7 separate regions of the Mus musculus genome follow, and all the other regions are linked to region 1. A link is a contact called in public Micro-C and promoter capture Hi-C data. All regions are on one chromosome and are shown on one strand. Each heading gives the region's core, a stretch centred on a gene start, on an enhancer-like site or on the middle of the called end of the contact. The rest is flanking DNA. Distances are from core to core; before and after follow the strand shown.

Region 1 (2,989 bases), core at 226-2,725:
GAAGAAACAAAAACTAGTGCTGTGTTTGAAATTTAAACACTTTGAACTAGCTCACAGGATTTTTTTTTTTTTACTCTAAACTTAAGGGCTAAACTAATACTAATAAAATAATTATTTTTTCAAAGAAAGGAAGAGGAAAGCATTTAAAACAAAATAACAAGAGTAAGCAGAGGGTGGCAGTGGGTGCCTATCACCATAGTGCCTGGGAGGCAGATGAAGGGCCCTGCAAGCTTGAGGCTCAGTCTACACAACACACCAGGCAAGCATGGACTGCACACACACACACACACACACACACACACGCGAGGTAATGAATTAAAAGAAGAGAAAACCAGCCCTGTAATAGATTTTATTCGAATGGGTGGTCTTGGGTGGTTATAATGGCACCATTTTAAAGAAGGTCACAGACTCCAGACAAATACAGTGAAGTGTGAATACAGAATAATTGAAGTCCTAATTGTTTTCTGCACTACAGTAACACGATACAAACGGGAATGTCTCCTTCAAAATAAACTCACAACTTCACACAGTGTCCTTCCAAGTGAGCGAGAGGGAAGGCAGGTGTTTTCCCAAGTCACCTCAGCTCGGGGGCTGTGCGCCCAGCACAGAGTCCAGATAGAGTAAACAGACGGTATTCCAACGGGCTCAATACACAAGCAGTCTCACATACCGGGAACTGGAGTCCTGATGCTCATCAAAGGCCGTGAGCAACATTTAGGAAAATGCGCTTACTCACCGTCGCCACCGCTGAAATACGTGTTGATAAGGGTTGCAGTACTGTAAACACCCATCAGGGAGAATTCTGAGCAGCTCCACAGACTAATTTGACCCATTGACTTAATCACATCTTCACACACACACACACACACACACACACACACACACACACACACACACACACACACACACACACACAGAGCAATTTGTTTATGATATGAAGGGACGCCTAAACTGAGATCCGCGTGGAAAGGTGATCCCGGGTGCCTACATCTATCCGCAGTTTTCTCTGGTAATAACCAGCTGGTCCCAGTCACAAATGCTTCCTAGAATAAAAGTATGTTTCCTTTGGCTGGGGGGAGGGGGTCTGATTCAATCGGTAGAGTGCTTGTCTAGCAGGTAATGAACCGCCCCATTGAGTGGGGCGGGCCTGTGAACCCAGCACTTGAGAGGGAGAGGCAGGAGAATCAGAAATTCAAGGTCATCCTTGGCTACCTAGGGACTTCGTAGCTTGCCTGGCCCTGAAATGTTTCAGGACTTAAGGGTGGATGGGTGGGGACCAACGAGCTCCTAGGTTCTGCCATTAGGCGATTCCAAGGATCAATGGGCGGGGTCAGAGGCAGGACCCCGCCCCTATCCCCGCCTCTGCGCAGCGTGCTCCCACCGCCCCCGCACCTGCCTTCATTTCCCGCCCACGCATGTGCTCGCCCGCGGAGCGCGCACAGGCTGCGTGGTCCCACGAGGGGAAGGCGGCCAACGGCTGCGGCGCGAACATGGAGTCGGATGCCACGACCTCAGAGCCCAAGGCCTCGGTCGGGAGTGACAGCTCGCCAGCGGAGCAGACTGTCTTAGCCACCCTCCGGGACTCGGTGGCCGCGCCCACCAGGGGCTTCATGTCCCCCGTGCGCTCGGTAGTGGCCTCCCCGCGCCCCGTGAAGGGCAAGGCGGCACGGCGACGGCTCCAGCTCCCACCGGTCACCCAAGCCGAAACATGTGACGAGGAGCCCGTGCCCGCGGTGCCTGAGGACCAGGAGGAAGCGCAGCCCCTGCCACCGATCTACGCATCCCCCATGAGGGGCATGTGGCGCAGCGAGAAGGTGGCTCTGTACTGCGACCAGGTGCTACAGGGCTCGAAGGTGCGAAGCTGCAGAGGGGCCAGCTCCGGGAGGTTTGGGTCTTTCCCACAGCAGGGAAAGCAAATCTGTCCCTTCAAAACAGTCTTTTGGGGGAAAAAATCAGTCTTTTGGAGTCAAGGGGTACAGAATGCCACCTTGGCCACCTTAGTCGTTGCCCAGACCCTCAGCTCCTGCCCTAGAGGACTTGACTAACCCGTTATACAAAATTGTCAGCTAAAATGACACCTCCTAAAAGATGAGGCCGTGAAGCGCTCGTCACAGTCTGGGCATACATCTTACTGTCCACTCAAATACACAGAGCTCGGTGTCCACACACCCTAGTGTCCACACGTCTCGTTGTTAACACACCCTAGTTTTTAATACATCTTCATATTAGGCCCAAACATAAAGCTAATATTACGTTGGAATTGTGAAAATGGCAGCTAGAGAGACAGCTCCTTGGTTAAGAACATTTGCTGTTCTAGTAGAGGGGTCAATTTTCCTGTCCCAGAACCCACAAGGTGACTCCCATCCATCCGACACTCCTGTTTCAAGGGATCCCAGATCCTCTCCTGAGCCTTCCCAGGCATCAGGTGCAAGGGTGGTGTGAATACACGGATGCACATAAAAACAGGCGTAAGATGTCCCCAGAATGGTTCCCAGTCAGCAAGTCACGATGTAGACAGGTGTTTTGCATGGAAAGAGCCTGATAACACCAAACAGGGTGGCACACGCCTTTAATCCCAGCACTCGAGAGGCAGAGGCAGGCAGATCTCTGAGTTCAAGGCCAGCCTGGTCTACAGAGAGTTCCAGGACAGCCAAGGCTACACAGAGAAACCCTGTCTCAAAAAAAACAAAAAACAAACAACAACAACAACAAAAAAACCCCACCAAACAGAACAAATAGCATACATTTTAATACTGCATTTTATTTAAAGTATAGCAAAAGAATTTGTGTACAAGTATATTCGTTGCAGCGATGGGTATAAAAATTGGCTGAGCATGGTGACTCATGCCTTGTTTGTCTTTTGTAGACCAGGTTGGGCCAGAACTCACAATAATCCACCTGCCCATCCCAGTACTTGGGAGGATGCTGGAGCCCGAGAATTGTGAGTTTAAGGTTAACCTAGGTCAGTCTCAATAGTGAGATTTTTGTT
Region 2 (2,989 bases), core at 367-2,866, 440 kb before region 1:
CCCAAGGTTTCGAAACCTGAGCAAAATCTCTCTCAGAAGGTTCTTTGCAAGAGAACATCATGAGATCTATTGACTTTCCCAACACTAAGCCTGTGTTAAACCAATAAAGAGTCATATGGGCTCTTCTTACAGCATCTCTCTGTGCTCCAGTCATTGGCACAACATCAAAGTGCAATCAAGAAAACAGTCCTGTGGCATCTAAAATAGTACAGTCCACACAGACGGCTTTCTAACAGCCTGACTAGATTAGGAAATGCAATTTAAAATCAGTAGACAGTTTGTCTTCCAAGCAATCCTTCAAATTACTGACTATGGAAATACAATTGTTGTGACTGTTTGAGAAAGCTTAAGTCTGTGGGCAAGCCCTCTAGTGTAAGTACTGCTGGTCTAAGTCAAGGGCAGGCATTTGATTTTGAAGCTTAATTGTTTGGGGCCTACACGTTTGAGACTGTTGGGTCTTCTAGTCGACTCCTTGACCATTACATTGGTGTCTCTCCTTATTCCTGATTACATCCCTTGGATTGAAGTTGACTTTGTCTAAAATTAGCATAACTACTTCAGCTCTCTTTTCATTAGTGTTCCCCTGTTTATCCTTTGCCATCTGTTTACTGTTAACCTAGCTATGTCTTACATTCAGAGTAGGGGCTCTGGGCTGGTGAGGTGACTCAACGTACGTCTGACAACCTGAGTTCAGTCCCCACATGGGAGGAAAGAACCAACTCCAAAGATTCTCTTCTGACCTCCTCCACATGTGCACAGTAGTATTTACAGCCCTGCACACACAGTGATGACGATGAAGATGATGGCAGTAAAAAAAATTTAAAAATAAAAGAGGTTCTTGAAGATTGCATAGAACTGGATTCTTTTAAAAAATCTAACCTGACAATACTAGTTTTAGTGTGTGTGTGTGTGTGTGTGTGTGTGTGTGTGTGTGTGTGTGTGTTGGGGGGGGGGGTGTTGGGGACAGGGACAAGGTCTCTTGTCGTACATGTTCCTTCAAACTCTCTGTGTAGTTGAGGCTGACTTTGAACTCCCTATCTTTCTGCTACCACCTGAATGTTGGGGTTAAAGACACCCACCACGACAGCCAGCTTGAGAAATTTTTATGGTTTTATCTTTATCTTCTTTACTGAATGATTCTAGGGCCTATAATACTTATTTTAAGTAATTTGAGTTTTCTTCATACAATACCCCTTGGAATGGAACATAAGAACTTTATGATTGTGTATTCTCACCCATCTTTCCCACCCCCTATGGGGTCGTTATGGCGTAGTTCACTTTTACATACGCTATGAACGTACAATATATCGTTATCCTCTCTGCATTAAACTGCCATGTTTTAAAATAATTAAAACGAAGAAAAAACTTTATTTTTCCTTATTCCTTTCTCCATTCACATTTTTGTGTTTTATTTCTTTTATATGAAGACCTTCCCTTACTATTTCCTGTGGTGTAGATCTGTTGATAGTATGTGTCCGAGTCACTGTGCTACTGTCCCGAATAGACACTGTGACCACAGCAACTCTTATAAAAGGAAGCATTTAGCTGGGGCTGGCTTACAGTTTCAGAGGTTTGGTCCGTTATCTTCCTGGCAGGATGTAGGCAGGCATGGTGCTGGAGGGTAGCTAAGTGTTCTTCATTCAGACAGATCTGAAGGCAGCAGGAAGACAGAGACATTGGGCCTGGCTTGGTCGTTTGAATCCTCAAAATCCCCCAGTGACACATTTCCTCCAAACAAGGCCATAGCTCCTAGTTCTTCTCAAATAGTGCTACTCCCTAGTGACCAAGCATTCAAATCTATGTGCCTATGGGGGCCATGCTCATTCAAGTCATCTCCGCCGTGAGTAACCTGGTTTTGCTTGTCAGAGGAAGTCTATTTCTCTCCCACTTTGATAGCTACTGCTTCTGGATTTAAAACTCTGGATTAAACAATATTTCCTTCCTTCCTTCTTCCCTCCATTCCTTCCTTCCCTTCTCCTACTTTCCATCCATCCATACCTTCCCCATCTTTCCTTCCTTCCTTCCTTCCTTCCTTCCTTCCTTCCTTCCTTCCTTCCTTCTTCCCTCCCTCTGTCCCTCCCCCTCTCTCTTCCTTCCTTATTTTCCCCCTTCTTTTCTTCTTTCTCTTCTTTCCTTTAAGAACAGCACTCTAAGCGTGAGCACAGTGGTACATTCTTGCAGCTACTTGAGAGTCTGAATGAAGAGACTCTCTCGAGGACACAAGTACACAGACAGCCTGGGTAACACAGGACGACTGTGTCACCAAAGTCCCGAGTTCAATCCCCAGGATGCCAAAACCAAAATGAACGCAAAGCAGAACATGTCACAGGAAGGTATCCCATCATTGTCTTGCTTACTGACGGTTGGCCTGTGGGAATTCTTTTATCACTGTTCCTATGTAGTTGTGTTGCCCTTCCTGACAACTATTTCCTTCCTTAGAGAAGACAGGTGGATTTCTGTCAGGAGCTGTTCTAGCCAGAGCGACATGAACCTTCTCCCCTAGAAGCCACTGATACCACACCTGAAGGAAAAGCCTGCAGAAAGTAGCCTCAGGACGGGGTGTTGACAGCTCACTGGGTGGGGTTGACTCCTTTCATGAAAGTTGAGGCTTCTAAACAGGTCTCATGCCTGGAGAGACTGCCACTCTGTTTCTGGAGTCTGTGTGTGTGTGTGTGTGTGTGTGTGTGTGTGTGTGTGTGTGTGTGCGCGCACGCGCGCGCGCGCTCGCGCTAGGAATGGGGTGAGTGCTGCTGTAGCTCCCATAGATTGTATTTCTTGGCAAATGTTTTTACTCTCTTTAACACACACACACACACACACACACAAAACATCTGCAAGTTCAAGTTCTACACAGAGGAATAGCTTTTAATAGTATTTCATTAATTTAATAACAAATCTCCCTAATAATGTTATCCAGATTGAACAGGCCCTGACTGCCATAACCCCACACCCAGCTCTCCACTGATTCTTTCCTAAGGTTTACCAGAAA
Region 3 (2,989 bases), core at 138-2,637, 420 kb before region 1:
AAGTGATGGGTAGGGGTCAGGTGGGGCCTAGGGATGTGGAGTGGCAAAGCTACCACTCCAAATCCCTTCTCCCCCTCCCTCCAAGCCCCCAACAGGGAACTGCTGGAGGGGGGGGGGGCGGGTGTTTGATTGTTGTTTTTTGTTTTCTGTCTCTCAGACCTGCTCTTCCATCTGAACTTGGGTCAAAGTGTGGCAGGATGTATTTACTTTGTATCTTTGCTTGATGTATTTACTTTGTATCTTGGTCACATCTATTGCTTTGTATCTTAGTTCCAGACTTTCCTTTTTCCCCACTGTCCTTCAGAAAAACATCCTGTGCAGGGTTCCCAGAGTGTTCTAGTGACTTTAGCATCTTCTCGGAGCTACCTAAGCACCTGGTCCTGTGTTTGATACTCTGTCTCTACGCCTCACCAACACTCTACTTTCCATTCATGTCATGATGTAAATGTAAGTTTTCAGAGGAAAGCTGTTGTGCCTGTTTTGTTGTTGTTGATTTATTTGTTTGTTTTTTGAAAGGTCTCTTTGAGCCTTGAACTTGCTACAATCTGAGGTTGACCTTGACTTTATTTATTTATTTTTATTTTTTTGGTTTTTCAAGACAGGGCTTCTCTGTATAGCTCTGCCTGTCCTGGAACTCACTCTGCAGGCCAGGCTGGCCTCAAACTCAAAAATTCACCTACCTCTGCCTCCCAAGTGCTGGGATTAAAGGCATGCGCCACCACTCCCAGGTGACCTTGAATTTATAATACTCCTTTCTTCCTCTCTTTTTAATTTTTGCCCAAGGTCAACATTTTAAAAGACAAATTAAAACAATATAAAAATATATAAAAAAAATATAAATTTGCGCTATGAATACTAACAGCAGACATCACCCTATTAGTGAAAAGTTGCTTGGGTTTTAAGAGACTCGTCCTTAGGTGTATCTGATTTGATCCAGAAACCTCCATCTTCTACTTATATAAACAGCGTCTGCAGTCTGACAAAATTACTTCATCTTCCAGAAGTAAATACCTCTCACCTCCTTGCTAGTTAACTCAGCTCATTTATATACCACGGACACAGTCAAAAGCAGTCATGTAGAAACTAAATTTTTTCTAGTTGATCTTATATCTGACATGATGGTGGGATCACTAGAGATCTGTAATCTATTGGGAGCCAGATGTAGGTCCAAGGTGAAACAAAACCATCTGAGGTTCAGACCTGCATGGTAGTGACTACATTTTCATGCTCTGAGATATAACAGGTGAAAAGGTCAGCTCAGGAACTTTGGGAAGGTCATGAAACCCTTGCCTCTCCGGAAGGGAGAGGCTAATTAACATTCCTCAGACCACAGGGAGGGAACCGACCTGCGGGTGGGGACACATTCCGCAGGACTGAACGTTGCGCACCTTCTGACAAGGGAAGTCCTTGTCACCTCATTTGCTAAAGACCAGTTTAAAGGGTGTACTGTGCTGCCAATCATATTGTGCCTAGTTGCTGATGCCCTGTTCTGCCCCTGGAAACCATATAAAAACTCACCGACAGAGTGCTGGGGGTTGCCGCCTGTCCTTTGAGTCTGGGAAGGACCCCAGTGCACCGGAACAATAAATTCCTCTTGCTTTTTGCATCGATCCTGCCTCTACATTGTCACTCAGAGAGTCCCCAGTAAGCTAAGGCTCCCTGGAGTCTTACACAGGTACATGCTAGCCTGCACACCCAGATGGGTGATACAAAGTACTGTGGGTTGTTCCCACACTGGCAGTACACCAGAAGTGGCTCACGACTCTGGATCTTTCTAATTCAGGTGGGACAGTATAGCTTTGAGGCTACAATGAAGTCTCTATTTGGACAGAACTAGGTTAAAATATTTGGCTTTGCCACTACTAAGGGAGTATTGTAAGACAAAATAAAATACTCTTTGTGGCTCATTGAGGAAAAAAATCTGGAGCAGTGGAGACCAGGGGGTCAGAAGTTCAACATTATCCTCATCTACAGAACACGTTGATAAATATAATTTTACAATCTGGCTGGATGTGGTGGCCCACGCCTGTAACCCCAGGGGATAGGGTAGGGAGATCAAGAGTTTTAAGGCCAACAGAAACTGCACAGTGAAATGCTAATTAAATTAAAATTTTTAATTATATACATATACCCATCTATAAAATGCAGAGATGGCCTACTTGTCACATTATTTTGAGGATTTAGGAAACTGAGTACTTTTCAAGTTAGAGGATCAGAAGCTGATTAATCTACCACAGATGATGGTATTGGTTCTTAATCTTTGTGGGTATCAAATCAATCCAGAAGATCAGCTAGAGCTCAGATGATGGCCCAAGCTTCCTTTCTGATGCAATGGATCTGAAACGGAGCCTCATATGCATTCCTGGGTCTCCATTGATACTGAGGCGGCTGAGCCAAACCAGTGACCAGTGACTAGGCAGTGATAGGCTTTAGGGATGGGGGATAAAGGGCTCTGGCAGAGCTAGATAGGCTCTAACTCATAGGGGCAAAATCTCAGCAGTCTCTGAGGAAACAGCTTCTAAGGAATTATGGGAAGGTGTGAGGAGGAGGAAAAGAGAGGCGTGACTTGGAGATTGGTGACCATGACACCACAACAGTATGGTCGAGACTGGGCAAGTGGGACTGTGACTCATCAGGGTACGGCTGAATGGACTGTGCAGGAGTCCATTCCATGGGCCAGGATGGAGCTGAGGCTGTGTGCTGTGCCCAGTGAGGAGACTTCTGAGCAGAACAGTGATGTTCTGAAACGTGACTCGCTGGCACTGCAAAGGGTGGACGAGAGGGAGGGCGGGGAAGGTGGAGGGAGAGCTGTTAGGAAGCTTTCAGAGAGTGCTGGCCTAGGTGGTGATTTGCTTGCTGAGTGATTCCTGTGGCGACTGAGAGAAGATTATAGTTTAGAAATAAAACAGGTAGAATTTAGCAGTGGATCGGATAATGGGGAGAAAGGAGAAAAGCAAGTTAAAGATGGTTCTTGGGAAATATGATAGAA
Region 4 (2,989 bases), core at 202-2,701, 380 kb before region 1:
TTGCTTGAGCATATGAGACCTCAAAGCCCACCTCACAGTGACACACTTCCTTCAGGGCCACACCTACTCCAACAAGGCCACAACTCCTAATAGTGCCACTCCTTATGGCCCAAGTGTTCACATACATGAGTCTATTCAAACCACCACTGGGAGACCTTAGGCCTTGGATAATAGTCTCAGCAGAGTCATCTACATGACAGGCTCTGTAATGGAGCTGCTAAGGGCTGTTCTTTTTGTTTGTTTGTTTGTTTTTGTTTTTTGAGACTGGGTTTCTCTGTGTAGCCCTGGCTGTCCTGGAACTCACTTTGTAGACCAGGCTGGCCTCGAACTCAGAAATCCGCCTGCCTCTGCCTCCCAAGTGCTGGGATTAGAGGCATGCGCCACCACTGCCCGGCTTGGACTAAGTCTTATAAGCAACTTTTTGTGCTTTGTTGTGAGACAGGGTCTCTCTGCACAGCTCTGACTTGCCCACTGAATGCTGGGATTATGGGTGTATCCCACCAACTTGGCTCTAAGTGTTTAATACCCTTAAACAGAGAGAAAGAGCCAGAGAGACAGAGAAAGAAAGAGAAAGAGAGAGAGAAAGCCATCCCCAGTTAAAGGTTCTCCTTTATAGGAGTTGCAGTGGTCATGGTGTCTCTTCACAGCAAGAAATCCCTAAGTAAGACATTCTCTCACGCAGAGAGAGAGACAGAGACAGACAGAGACAGAGAGACAGACAGACAGACAGAGAGGGTGTGTTAAAATTAGCACTGTTTCTTAGGAGAATTGCTGATGGTATCATTGCTGCTGTTCTTATTTGTGGAGTGTTAGAGATAAAAATCATTTTAGCAAGAAGTATGTTATTGAAAAAGAAATCATGAACCCCACAGGTGGAAATGAACTTCAGAGAAGCCAGAACCCCAAACCTAGAAAGCACTGGGGAGCCACTAGAGTATCTGCCCTCTCTTCTTTCCTCTTGCTCTGTATCTAATTCACTGTTCTTTCTGCAGAATTGTTTCCTCTGCATGAACAGCTCAGAAATGGTCCACAGTAGCCCCTCAGGCCTCCACAAGAGCTGTCTGCACGTTTCCCTTCTCTTGTATGCTGTCTTCTCATCCAGATATCCAAGGCAGGATTTCTATCGACTACTATTCTAGTCCCTTCAGCTAAGGGTGGGGAAGGAAAGGGTCAGAGTTCACAAACTGGGTGTCAATTTCCTATCACTGTGGGTCCCCAAGCCAGTACAGAAAAACACTGTAGACCAAGACGATGTTTCTCAAGATCTCTTCCACAGGATGAAAAGACTTTAAGCCACACGGCAGTAGCACTGCATTGGGAGGCTAGCAGACAGGACAGAGAGAAGCAAGTGTCCTGGACTAGAGCCAGGAGAGTCACCAGCTCCTGACACTGTGCACAAAAGAGCAGGTCAACAATACTGGTGCTGACTCAGCCTGAGGCTCTGCAGGGATTCGCTCTGCTTTCCACTCCCCTTCAAAGGATCTAGAGAACAAAGGCCTATTGTCCAAGGGCATTGCCCAAGGGGGCAGAGATGGTGAATTCCACCAGAGGGCACTCCTCAGAAAGACTTGGTTCACCTTTCTGGGAGCGCCCAGGATTCTCTCTTGAGAATGCTCTTTGAGCATTCAGGGTTAGCTGATCTCAGCTTCAGAGTAGAACATTGGGACCTCTGAAGTGAGAAAGAGTAGAGCAGGGTGACAGGGAGTGAGGTCATGACCTGTGACCTCTAGATGACCTATCTACATTGTGCTCTCAGGGCTCTGTGTGGTGTGAAATACCAGGTGATGCTCTTCTCCAAGAACACCCTCCTCTTTCCTGCTCTCTTCATTCTGGCTGGAGTGTTGGCTGTAGCCACTCCATGACTGCCAGGGAGCTTCAGGGACAGCTGATATGATGAGCTCCAACATTTAGTAAGGGTTTTTGCAGGAAAGCTGCTTGCAGAGTTACAGAGGATGTCAGGGAGAATGTGTGGCATTGACAGCCAGCACCTCTAAAATGGGGGAGCCAGGAAGAGGAGGGACAGGACAAGCGAGGAGCTGCCTGGGACACACAGAAAAGACCAGCATCCAAAGACTCTAAATCTCCAGGCACTGCTCCCGAGAGAGCTGCCTGAGCCACTAAGAAATGTCTTTATGACAATGAAAAGTGACCTGGTGTGTGGGTGTGCAGAGAACTCCATGCGGTCGGACAAACATTTCCCACTCTCCTCAGCCTCCCCATCCTGTTACTTGGTCCGTGGCAAATGAATGATCTGAAAACTACTGGTCCCAGCAAGGTCCAAAGTTATTTGAAGTTTCAAAGCATCATTGGACCAAAAACAGCACAAAGTGCTGCAGTAAGGAAGCTGTTGCTGGGAGAAGAAGGGATGCATGCCAACATGGCCCATGGGCTTGTTGGCTCAGTAGTGCTAAGTCAACACATTCCATAATGTGTCATGTTAACTGAAAGAAGTCTCCTTCCTGATTCTGTCTCCACTTTTCCATTAAAAAAAGCTCAGTACATGTTGGGGAAATGGTGTGGTGCCTGCCACCCCCTCTCCCTCCATCCTGTGAGGGTGGAGACTGGTCCCACTCTCCCGGCACCCTGCTTGACACTGATTATCCAGTTGCTCTACATCAGAGCTACATCCTCTCTCCTCCCTCCAATAAATGGATTCTCATCTTGGCTGTGATGATTTTGTTTCTCGATCTATTCTTCTCACAGCCCAGGGGCTTTTCTTAAGATGTAAGTAGCTGGGGAGAGGTGGTGCATACCTTTAATCCTAGCACTTGGGAGACAGAGGCAGGCAGATTTCTGAGTTTGAGTCCAGCCTAGTCTACAGTGTGAGTTCCAGGACAGCCAGGGCTAAATAGTGAGACCCTGTCTCAAAAATCAAACCAAAACAAAGACATAAGTAAGATTATACCACTTGCTTTTTCTTTATTACTTAACAACTTCACACACACACACACACACACACACACGCTACCTCCCAGAGACCATCCAACAT
Region 5 (2,989 bases), core at 346-2,845, 350 kb before region 1:
TGCTGGTCTCCGGAGTCCATGGGAGTCTCCGGAGTCTCTGTGTCTCAGGCTCCACTTTATCCCCATTTCCTAGTCCCGGTTCTGATAACTATAGACTTAAGGCAGTGAGACACTCTGTGCTGCTTCATGATAAATGTGTGTCCCATACTTATCAAAACCTATAGAATTCTATAGCACAAGATGAATCTTAACGACCAAGCACAACAGCTAATCAAGGGGAGCAAACGCACTGTTCAAGCGCAAGGTCGTCATCGGGGAACCTGTGTGGGGAGAAGGAAAAGGAGCCGAGCTAAGTTTATTGAATTATAGGCAAAATATTTCCATTTACTCCGAAAAAAATCTAAAATGGTATTAAAAGTAGTGAATTCGTTTTCACAAAAAGCCTTTACATTGAAGGGCTGAAAGAAACAACGGTGGTGGGGATAATTTTTAAACACACAGAGAGCCGCCGAGGTCATGAAAACCTGATTGTAAACTCTACAACCAGTCTTGCTGCCCAGCTGTTTTTTCACTCCGGGATTTTCCCACCACCAAGTTCCCACCTCAGGGTGCCAACATGTCTCAGTTGGTGTTTGCCTCAGGCTGGGGGTCGGGACTTTAATCCTTGGCGCTCACTTACAAAGGCAGGGGCGGTCTGTTACGCTCGCAAAGGTCCCAGCACCCAAATGGCAGCTATGCTTCGTGGGGCAGAGGCAGAAGGATGAGGGTAGGGGTTCACTGGCGGGGCTAGTTTGGACAGTCGATGACCTCCAGGTTCAGGAGAGATCTTGTACTGTGTGCTTCCAGAGACACCTGCATTCACTCCCCAACATCTGTATGTGGCTCACGAGCACTCCAGCCCCAAGGGATCTGATGGCCTCGTCTTGACTTTCTCAGACATCTGCACACACATGGGCGTATATACCTGTGCATGTGCACGCACACAGACATGTATGCACTCATGCGTGTGTGAATGTGCATGCACACGATTGTAAAGTAAATAGTTTTGTAAAAGTAAGGCAGAAAGCAATTGAGGAAATCAATTTCGGCCTCCACAAGAATACATACACACATGCAGGAAAATAAAATAATTGAAAATAAACAACCCGCTCGAGTTTGTTCAATGGACTCCCTTGGGAATAAAACAGGACTAGACTTTTAAAGCTCTTCTGATTCATTGGTTTTTCTCATGAGGGTGAACCTGGCCTTGCCTGGTCAATTTGGAAGCTTTTGTTTGGCTTTTTTCTCAAGCAACGGTAATGCTGCTGGCTGCCAGGCTGACTGTTAATTCACCGTGATTATGTACAAGGCCCTTGCAATTTGTTTTCCTGTTTCTCCCTTGCGGTAATTAGGGGTGGCAATCAGCACATCTTTCATATTCTAAGGAGGCTTACCTTTTCTGTTCGGGGACAGCTTCTCACTGGAATTTCTACAAGAGACAACAGGAGCAAATTCCAACCCGAAGCTTGAACACCTCTTAATGAGGTGACTGTCTTAAACCCCTGCAGCTATGTAGTTCTTCCAATACAGACTCCTTGCCACCGCCACCGGGTTAAGCTCCTTGAGTTCTAAATCCTTTTATTTCTGGGGCTAAGGTCCACCTCCCTAACCTTTGAGTCGCCAGTATTTGCTTTGAAGTTGGCACCTCCTATTTAAATAGCAAGCACCAAACCTTAGCGGGCTCAGTGCCGAACAGACTGATTTCAGTTATCACCTCTAAGCCGCGTCTTTCCCCTCTTGTAATTTTCGGTTTTTTCTCTTAATTAGAGAGAGCCAGGGATTATCTGCACAAGACTGGAAGATTTATTGTGATTGGCGGGATTGTCTCTCCGGTCCATGACTCCTACGGAAAACAGGTGGGCTCCTTCCTCTGCCTTCTCTTCTTCCTCACCAGATAGCTCCCCTGGATGAAACCACCCTACTGTCCTCTCTGAGGAAATTCCTGGTAATGCTATTTAGCAACATTGGTTTTCCTCCCAGGACCACTGTTCGACCTGGGTATCTGGCTACAGCCGGAGGGCCAACTGCCCACCACAGCCAGCCAGCTGCTCTCACAAAGAGGAGTAAGCCTGCTCCCCGCAACTGTGCTGGGCTCCAGATTGGCAGCAGTTTAGGGGCTAAGCTGCATTGGACGAATACTTCCCAAGATTTTTATTTTGGAAAAAATGCCTCTCACGTGGGAACTCTTCCAGTCATTCCTGTTTCTCCCATGGTTACTGTATTCACCAAACCAGGCTAACTGAGCTTACCCTAGGTCAAACCTATGCAGAGTAGCTGAGTGGGCATTGACTGGTTTGGACTCTGTTGCAATAGGATATACCATGTATTCTTCACACACACACACACACACACACACACACACACACGCACGCACGCACGCACGCACACACACTCATATATGCACATACACACATGCATGCATGTGCGTGCGTGCACACACACACATAAGCACACACATGTACACACACAGCATCACCCAGTGTCTGTGTATGTGGCAGAGGGACAAGTCAGGGGTCACATTCCTTCTTTGCTCTCACCATCAGACATAGCCCCGCACTTCGTAACGGGGTGGTTTGGGCTGGTGTCTCTGGGCACCTTGGAAGACTAAGGATATCTCCTACCCATGACTTTGTTGCTTCCCAGGGCCTTGTGTCAAGTCGGCACCGTCTCATCATGTGTCAGCTGGCTGTCCAGAATTCCGACTGGATCAGGTAGGGCTGGGATGATGGTGACAGAGGCAGGTGACCCTGGCTTCACTGGGATGGAAAAGAAATTTGGGACCCACAAGGGTGAGGAAGTAGGAGAGATATTAGCCCTGTACTGGCCCTAGTTAGGTGGATCTTCACTGGTGGCCCAACTGATAATTTTGTTTATTTTTGAACCAAACAATCAGGCTCACAAAATTAAAGAGTTAGCTTAGGGAGTTTCTGTCTTTGACTCCTGGTGTGGCTCTTAGAGTTTCCCAAAACATCACTGGGGAAGGAGCCTGGTCTGCAAATCCCAAATGGCT
Region 6 (2,989 bases), core at 280-2,779, 320 kb after region 1:
AGCATGGAGCAATATTTAGAGCCACACGACTGACTTTAATCTGGTGTCTGCAGGTTGCTAATCAGTATGTTTCTCAATTTCTCAGGCTCTCACTTTGTATTATAAAATGTGACTATAAATAGTATTGGCTTCAGAGAGGTTTTGTGATGACAGAAAATGTGTGAAAAGTGTGTGTTAGACGGCTTGGTGACATGCTCAAAAACAGCAAACACTTGTCTGCGGCAGATACTGCTCTAAATACTCGGCATATGTTAATTCCTGTAATTCCTGTAAGAATCCTATAACATTAAAGACATAGAAGCCAGAGCGTTTATGTGAATCACTCCAATAAATGTAAAGAGATACCAGTCAGCTGGAGCTGCATAGCAGCCAGCCCAGACCACTCACACATTGCAGATAGGAGAAGGTCAACCTTCTACTGGTACAACGTTACAGCACTGGCTTCTACCCAAGTTCCCAGAAGGGTTTGGTAAGCTAAGTGCGAGTCTGGATGTGAGCCGGAAGTCTGATGTTCTTTTTGGTCAAAGGAAGGATCGAGGATACCACAGTGGGAAGTGGTTCAGGAGGAAGAGGGAAAATGCCCTTACATTTGCGTTGGCCGTTTGTTTCCTCTCCGTGTATCCAGTCCAGGTTTCCCACTCACTCCTGTGCCTGCTGTCTACCCTTGGTAAATTATTCCTTCAAAGTTTAAATCCCACCCAGAAGAGATCTTTGGTTCAAGATGGTCCAAGGGAAGTCATGGTTCCTGTCTTAGACTCTCCTGTCATACAGATCTGTCCTCCTCCATGCAGATCTGTCCCAGCATTTGTCCCTCCCCAAAGCAGACAGCTGGTACCAGGTGCCCCTCCCCCCATGCTCACGTGATGTGACAGCTAAAGAATTACTGTGTTTTCTTCACAAGGGGGACTTATACTTCCTGCCCTGGCCTTGATCCAGAGTTGAGTTTTCTGGTGGAATCTGATGGATGCCTTCCTCTGTTAATTACTGGGTCTCTCATCCTTTATGTGTTTATAGTTTAGGATTTTATTATAGGCACATTTTGTATTATAAGTGGCCTCAAATCATTTTTAGAATTGGGCTTTGGAAATCATAAAAAATAAATAAAAAGTAACAAACCAGCGCGCCAGCCTTACCTCTTACAAATCGGTTAGATCTTCAACGACTCCGGGGTCTGCTCTGGGTTGTTTAAAGCTCTTCTCTAGGGAGAAGGTTCCAGGATGCGGGAAATGAAACTTAGCTTTTCAAAACGACCCATTCGGACTAGCTGGTTCTTGTAAGCGGAACCTATTCTCCAACATATCAACTGTGGCTCAACTCTAAATATGAGGGAACACACATACGGGTGAGCAAGACGGCCCTGGCAGCTCCGCTCAGCGGCGGTATGAATTACTTCCCCCAGACACAAACAACCCCATGGAAATCGGCAACAATTAGAGTAGCCATCCCATGACCTTGGGGGAACAAGACACAAACAAGGGAACTGAATGAAGACCAAAAGTAGCTGAACGTCGCCCTCTGCTGGCTAATCTGAGTGATTTCTGCTTTCTGTGGCAAAGCTCCTCTTTGTTCTGTCTGGTTCCTAGAAAACAACAGTGAAAGTGTCCTTCGCGGAATTTCTCTTGCTTCCGAACAGCATCCAGTTGCGCACGAGTCTTTGTTTCCTCGCACCCCAGATCATTCCTGCCACCCCAAGCCTGTCAGGATCACGTATGTAAGCAAGGCTCAGAGGTTTCTGGGCGGAGTTCTTATTTGTTTATGACAGGCAAGCTTCCTGAACACAAGCTAGCTGCTCTGGGTGGGGCGGAGAGCCAGTGTTCTCTAGGAGTCTTTGTCACTTCGTCTGCTCAGGACAAACTAATGTCACCTGCTCTGGGCTGGCACTGGGTGCCTAATTCTAACAGTCTAGGTTAAAGGTAACAGTGTAGGCACTCCAATTAGTAACCCTTCGATGACTCATACGTGACTTGTGGCTCAGGTGGCCGTCAAAAACAGAACAGCTTTAGAGTGCCAGCTCAGAGCTGTGGTGGTCGGACAGCTGGTTAGTTTTTCTCAACTAGATACAAACTGGAAGTCACCTGGAAGAGGGAACCTTAACTGGGGAATTGTCCCCACTAGCTGGGCCTGTTAGCATGTTCCTGGGGGGCATTTTCTTGATTAATAATCAATGTGGGTGGTGTCACCTCTGAGCAGGTGGTCCTCAGTTATAGAAGGAAAACAAGCTGAACAGGCCACGGGGAAAGTCAGTAAACCCCATCCTCCCATAACTCATAAAGGAAACACTTTACTGACTGCCTGCGTCTCAGGGACTCCCATCCCAGTACTCTAACGGCCCCTCCACATCTGCTTAACTCTTCCCTGTGGGGTTTTCATCATAAGATACAGCACAAGATGCAGTTGTTTGGTTCCCCATCTGGCTTCAATGATAACGAAGGCAGGAGCGTCCTTCTCTGTGATGTAGCCCAGTTTCCAAAGCACAGCAAGCTACTTACCCGCTTTGTTCCCTGGATTCTCTAGCTGTAAAGTGGGGGTGAAAAGCAGTAGCTATCACAAGATTTGCATCCCTGGGTTGGTATTTGTGAAGTGCTCAGAACAGTTCCTGAAGTACACTCAAGAGCTATACAAATGTTTTCTGTCCTTAGCATAACTGCTGCCACACCACCACCACCACCACCACCATAATCCTTGTTACTATTATCTGTTCAGGTAGCAAAATAGCACACAGGAAGACAGACCAGAAACGGCGGGATATATCGAGGCACCCACGAAGCCCATAGGAATAGGGACTGCCAGGGACTACTTCATACCTAGAAATCTTATTATACGCCTTTTCTTTTAAATGTACTTAGAGACTCAGCAGGCAAAGGTGCTTGCCAGACAAGCCCGGTGACCTGAGTTTGAGCCCTGGAAGGGTGTACAGGAAGAAGCAGAGAACTGACACCCAAAGTTGTCTTCTGACCTCCATCAGCCTGCCCAAACACACACAGCATGT
Region 7 (2,989 bases), core at 252-2,751, 320 kb before region 1:
TCCCTCGTGGGCACCAACTGCCATTCAGAGCCATTCCGTTCATGCTTTCAACTCGAACATTTGCTCTGAATGGCTCCCTTACCACACACATCATCCAGAGAGCGCCCATCAAATGTGCGTTATCTGGCTGTTAGAGTCAAGCGATGGGAAGCAGGCCTGCCATTACTTAACTCACACCAGATTATCCCAAAACATCTGCAGGAACAGGCAGTTTAAGGATCTCTGTGTGCTTCTACTTCAGTGAATTCTCAGTTTATCCTTCCCTTATCTTCCCTGGCATGCCCATGTTTCCAGTTCTAATTCTTTTTTTTTTTTTTTAAAGATTTATTTATTTATTATATGTAAGTACACTGTAGCTGTCTTCAGACACTCCAGAAGAGGGAGTTAGATCTTGTTACAGATGGTTGTGAGCCACCATATGGTTGCTGGGATTTGAACTCCGGACCTTTGGAAGAGCAGTCGGGTGCTCTTACCCACTGAGCCATCTTACCAGCCCTCCAGTTCTAATTCTATATTTGACTGACTCATGAACTCAGTTGCACACCAGAATCACCTGGGGGGTGGGGGGGTGGGGTGGGGATTGTTGTTGTCTGGGACATTTTAGTTTAATTGATCTTGGGTATGAGTCTATGTTTGGAATTTTTAGTTTCCTAGGTAATTCTTTATTGTTGTTGTTTCAAAATTTAAAGTTGCATTTATTTATTTGTTTGTTTTGACTTCTTTGTTTTCTGTGTGTGTGTGTGTGTGTGTGTGTGTGTGTGTGTGTGTGTGTGCGTGCGTGCGTGCGTGCGTGAACATGCATGCATGCCACAGTTCATGTGTGGAGGTCAGAGGACAACTTATAGCCATTGGTCCTCTTCGACCACGTGGGTCCAGGGAATTGGACTCAGATTTCCAGGTTTGGTGGCAAGTGTCTTTGCCCACAGAGCCATCTCAATGTCCCACCTCATCAGGCAACTCTAGTGTGTAGGCAAGTGTGAGAATCGGTTACTGAACAGTGAACCCAGTGCAGGGTCTAACAACTGACAAGAGGAGCTGTAGCTCTCTGCAGATTCCTGCCTTGCCTCTCCTGAGCATTCCAGGCCCATAGGACAGAAGCCTTGATGCAAACTTAATGTGAACCCCACCTACATAAACCATGCTGTATGCTGCTCCATATCCAGATGGCATGACTAGGTGGAGGCTCTGATACTGTATGCTTAGCTTGTAGTCTCCCCTACCCCCACCCCCACACACTCCCACCCCAGGGTGCTCAAGGCTGACCTTTTATTTTAGCAATGTCAGAGTTCTAACGATGTTTTTGTTTTGTTTTGATTTGTTTTTTTTTTGTTGTTTTTGTTTTTGTTTTTGTTTTTGGAGACAGGGTTTTTCTGTGTAACAGCCCTGGCTGTCCTGGAGCTCGGTTTGTAGACTAGACTGACCTTGAACTCACAGAGATCTGTCTACATCTGCCTCCCAAAGGGCTAGGACCAAAGATAGGCATGTGTTACCACGCCCAGCCCTAGCTGCAATTTTATGTTAAGCAGTTGTTAAGCCACAGGGAAAGCAGAGTAAAGGTGGGTAGAAACACCCAAGGATATGTCACACACACACACACACACACACACACACACACACACACACACGCTCACACACACGCTCACACACAGGCACATGCACACACACACTCACACGCAGAGGTACACATACACACACATGCACACACTCACATGCACACACACAGAATTAAGCTAACAATGGCATTCTGACAGTGTGCACCTTTCTGGTAGAGAAGAATGGACCACAGATCTTCATCATTTCTGCTTCTGTGAAACCAGCTTTAAGAATTATGGGGGGGGGGGGGATTCTGAGTCCTTTCCCCCTAAAGCAGGTCTTGCTCAATGATTGAACTGCTTACAAGCAACGTCCTTCCTCCTCCTGTGAGATCCAGAACTGGCAGGATCTAACCCTGCTACCAGATGCTGTAAATTCCTAGCTCCTGGAACTGAACATCAGCACATTTCTAGAAGGCCATTTGGTAATACGTTTCAAGAGCTTGAAATACTTCCACATCCTTTTGTCCAATTATGTTACTTCTTATCCCGAGGAAATAATTAGAGATGTGATAAAAGGTTTATGTAGAAAGATAGTCATCAAAGTGTTATGTACAAAAATTAGGTTGCAAAAAACGCAGATGTAACTATAAAGGTTCCATACTATCTGACTAGGAGGAGCTACAGAAAAGGCTAGACCCCACGCTTGCACATGATTTTTCATTTATCTGTTTAGTGTGGGAGAACATGGCACAGAGGTCAGGCTGCAGGAGCTGGTTCCCCCTCTGCCATGTGGGTTCCAGGCACCGAATTCAGGCCATCAAACCAAAAGGCCTTGTACCTGCTAAGCCGTGTGGCTAGCTCCCAGGTCATCTTCATGATGTGGCAGAATGCTCGCAATATGAAATATGAATAAATGAAATAATGCAAGTTGGGGCTGGAGAGATGACTCAGTAGTTAAGAGTGTGCGTGGCTTTTTACAGAGGACCTGAGTGTGATTCTTAGCACTCTTATCCGGCTGCTCACAACTGTCTGTAAGTCCAGCTCCAGGGGCATAGCTTCTGACCCTCATAGACACTTGCGTTCAAGTATGTGCATATGTGCACACACACAGAGGCAGAGAGACACACACACACATAGCGTGGGGGAGACAGAGAGAGATACACACATACACACACACAAAGCAAGGGAGACACATACAGAGAGACAGAGAGAAACACAAACACATACACAGAGTTTAAAAACAAAATAAATCTTATCTAAAACAAGAAGAGAATGCAGGTAATTACTATTTAAGCAATTGATTTTTAATTCTTTTTTTTTTAAGATTTATTTTATGTATATGAGTACACTGTCTCTGTCTTCAGACACACCAGAAGAGGGCATCAGATCCCATCACAGATGGTTATGAGCCACCATGTGGTTGCTGGGAATTGAACTTAGGACCACTGGAAAAG

Evidence for each region. Promoter capture Hi-C pulls out the DNA fragments that hold promoters and counts their contacts. Hi-C and Micro-C count contacts between places; a contact is called where the count stands out from the background.
Region 2: a promoter capture Hi-C map of the HPC-7 cell line shows a contact between it and region 1, with 2.9 times the contacts expected there. The contact joins the enhancer-like site here to the promoter of Shcbp1l in region 1. A contact is called at or near these places in 8 of 39 promoter capture datasets (the 3T3-L1 cell line, the HPC-7 cell line, cranial neural crest and 2 more), 4 of 115 datasets of contacts at active chromatin or transcription factors (embryonic hindbrain, embryonic stem cells and pancreatic cancer cells) and 1 of 9 other capture datasets (embryonic stem cells).
Region 3: a contact with region 1 is called in a promoter capture Hi-C map of stem cell-derived epiblast-like cells, with 2.3 times the contacts expected there. The contact joins the enhancer-like site here to the promoter of Shcbp1l in region 1. A contact is called at or near these places in 15 of 39 promoter capture datasets (the 3T3-L1 cell line, 3T3-L1-derived adipocytes, the HPC-7 cell line and 8 more), 1 of 484 Hi-C or Micro-C datasets (embryonic stem cells) and 3 of 115 datasets of contacts at active chromatin or transcription factors (embryonic limb bud and embryonic stem cells).
Region 4: a contact with region 1 is called in a promoter capture Hi-C map of embryonic stem cells, with 4 times the contacts expected there. The contact joins the enhancer-like site here to the promoter of Shcbp1l in region 1. A contact is called at or near these places in 14 of 39 promoter capture datasets (the 3T3-L1 cell line, the HPC-7 cell line, the SN4741 cell line and 6 more), 1 of 15 datasets of contacts at CTCF or cohesin (the NIH/3T3 cell line), 1 of 484 Hi-C or Micro-C datasets (embryonic stem cells), 7 of 115 datasets of contacts at active chromatin or transcription factors (embryonic stem cells, fibro-adipogenic progenitors, memory CD8 T cells and 1 more) and 1 of 9 other capture datasets (embryonic stem cells).
Region 5: a contact with region 1 is called in a promoter capture Hi-C map of liver, with 2.4 times the contacts expected there. The contact joins the enhancer-like site here to the promoter of Shcbp1l in region 1. A contact is called at or near these places in 9 of 39 promoter capture datasets (the 3T3-L1 cell line, the C10 cell line, the HPC-7 cell line and 5 more), 4 of 115 datasets of contacts at active chromatin or transcription factors (effector CD8 T cells, large pre-B cells, memory CD8 T cells and 1 more) and 1 of 9 other capture datasets (adipose tissue).
Region 6: a contact with region 1 is called in a Micro-C map of embryonic stem cells, with 4 times the contacts expected there. The contact joins the promoter of Rnasel here to the promoter of Shcbp1l in region 1. A contact is called at or near these places in 18 of 39 promoter capture datasets (the 3T3-L1 cell line, 3T3-L1-derived adipocytes, the C10 cell line and 9 more), 26 of 484 Hi-C or Micro-C datasets (the 3T3-L1 cell line, 3T3-L1-derived adipocytes, the AML12 cell line and 10 more), 7 of 115 datasets of contacts at active chromatin or transcription factors (bone marrow-derived macrophages, effector CD8 T cells, embryonic forebrain and 3 more) and 3 of 9 other capture datasets (adipose tissue, embryonic stem cells and liver).
Region 7: a contact with region 1 is called in a promoter capture Hi-C map of embryonic stem cells, with 5 times the contacts expected there. The contact joins the enhancer-like site here to the promoter of Shcbp1l in region 1. A contact is called at or near these places in 17 of 39 promoter capture datasets (the C10 cell line, the HPC-7 cell line, HPC-7-derived erythroid cells and 8 more), 1 of 15 datasets of contacts at CTCF or cohesin (large pre-B cells), 6 of 115 datasets of contacts at active chromatin or transcription factors (the 230-238 cell line, embryonic forebrain, embryonic stem cells and 1 more) and 2 of 9 other capture datasets (embryonic stem cells and pancreatic islet).

The regions. Positions count from the first base shown.
Region 1 is chr1:153,423,734-153,426,722 of GRCm38.p6, forward strand. Shcbp1l (Shc SH2-domain binding protein 1-like) reads left to right here and starts at 1,476. Exons shown (of 10, transcript NM_001033162.2): 1 at 1,476-1,853. The coding sequence starts at 1,491.
Region 2 is chr1:152,987,010-152,989,998 of GRCm38.p6, forward strand. The region is part of intron 1 of Nmnat2 (nicotinamide nucleotide adenylyltransferase 2); the gene reads left to right. Among named protein-coding and RNA genes, the nearest start is that of Nmnat2, 33 kb to the left of the region's middle. Within about 2 kb of position 1,617, at least 7 of the 459 cell types and tissues checked have an H3K27ac peak or open chromatin away from gene starts, as enhancers often do. A contact at or near this core is called in the HPC-7 cell line, where this site is marked.
Region 3 is chr1:153,008,149-153,011,137 of GRCm38.p6, forward strand. The region is part of intron 1 of Nmnat2 (nicotinamide nucleotide adenylyltransferase 2); the gene reads left to right. Among named protein-coding and RNA genes, the nearest start is that of Nmnat2, 55 kb to the left of the region's middle. Within about 2 kb of position 1,388, at least 51 of the 459 cell types and tissues checked have an H3K27ac peak or open chromatin away from gene starts, as enhancers often do. A contact at or near this core is called in the SN4741 cell line, embryonic stem cells and stem cell-derived epiblast-like cells, where this site is marked.
Region 4 is chr1:153,038,815-153,041,803 of GRCm38.p6, forward strand. All of the region lies in intron 1 of Nmnat2 (nicotinamide nucleotide adenylyltransferase 2), which reads left to right. Among named protein-coding and RNA genes, the nearest start is that of Nmnat2, 85 kb to the left of the region's middle. Within about 2 kb of position 1,452, at least 107 of the 459 cell types and tissues checked have an H3K27ac peak or open chromatin away from gene starts, as enhancers often do. A contact at or near this core is called in the NIH/3T3 cell line, the SN4741 cell line, embryonic stem cells and 3 more, where this site is marked.
Region 5 is chr1:153,072,051-153,075,039 of GRCm38.p6, forward strand. It overlaps Nmnat2 (nicotinamide nucleotide adenylyltransferase 2), which reads left to right. Exons shown (of 11, transcript NM_175460.3): 2 at 1,747-1,835; 3 at 2,623-2,690. Among named protein-coding and RNA genes, the nearest start is that of Lamc2, 110 kb to the right of the region's middle. Within about 2 kb of position 1,596, at least 10 of the 459 cell types and tissues checked have an H3K27ac peak or open chromatin away from gene starts, as enhancers often do. A contact at or near this core is called in liver, where this site is marked.
Region 6 is chr1:153,747,897-153,750,885 of GRCm38.p6, forward strand. Rnasel (ribonuclease L (2', 5'-oligoisoadenylate synthetase-dependent)) reads left to right here and starts at 1,530. Exons shown (of 9, transcript NM_011882.2): 1 at 1,530-1,711.
Region 7 is chr1:153,108,075-153,111,063 of GRCm38.p6, forward strand. The region is part of intron 8 of Nmnat2 (nicotinamide nucleotide adenylyltransferase 2); the gene reads left to right. Among named protein-coding and RNA genes, the nearest start is that of Lamc2, 77 kb to the right of the region's middle. Within about 2 kb of position 1,502, at least 30 of the 459 cell types and tissues checked have an H3K27ac peak or open chromatin away from gene starts, as enhancers often do. A contact at or near this core is called in embryonic stem cells and pre-B cells, where this site is marked.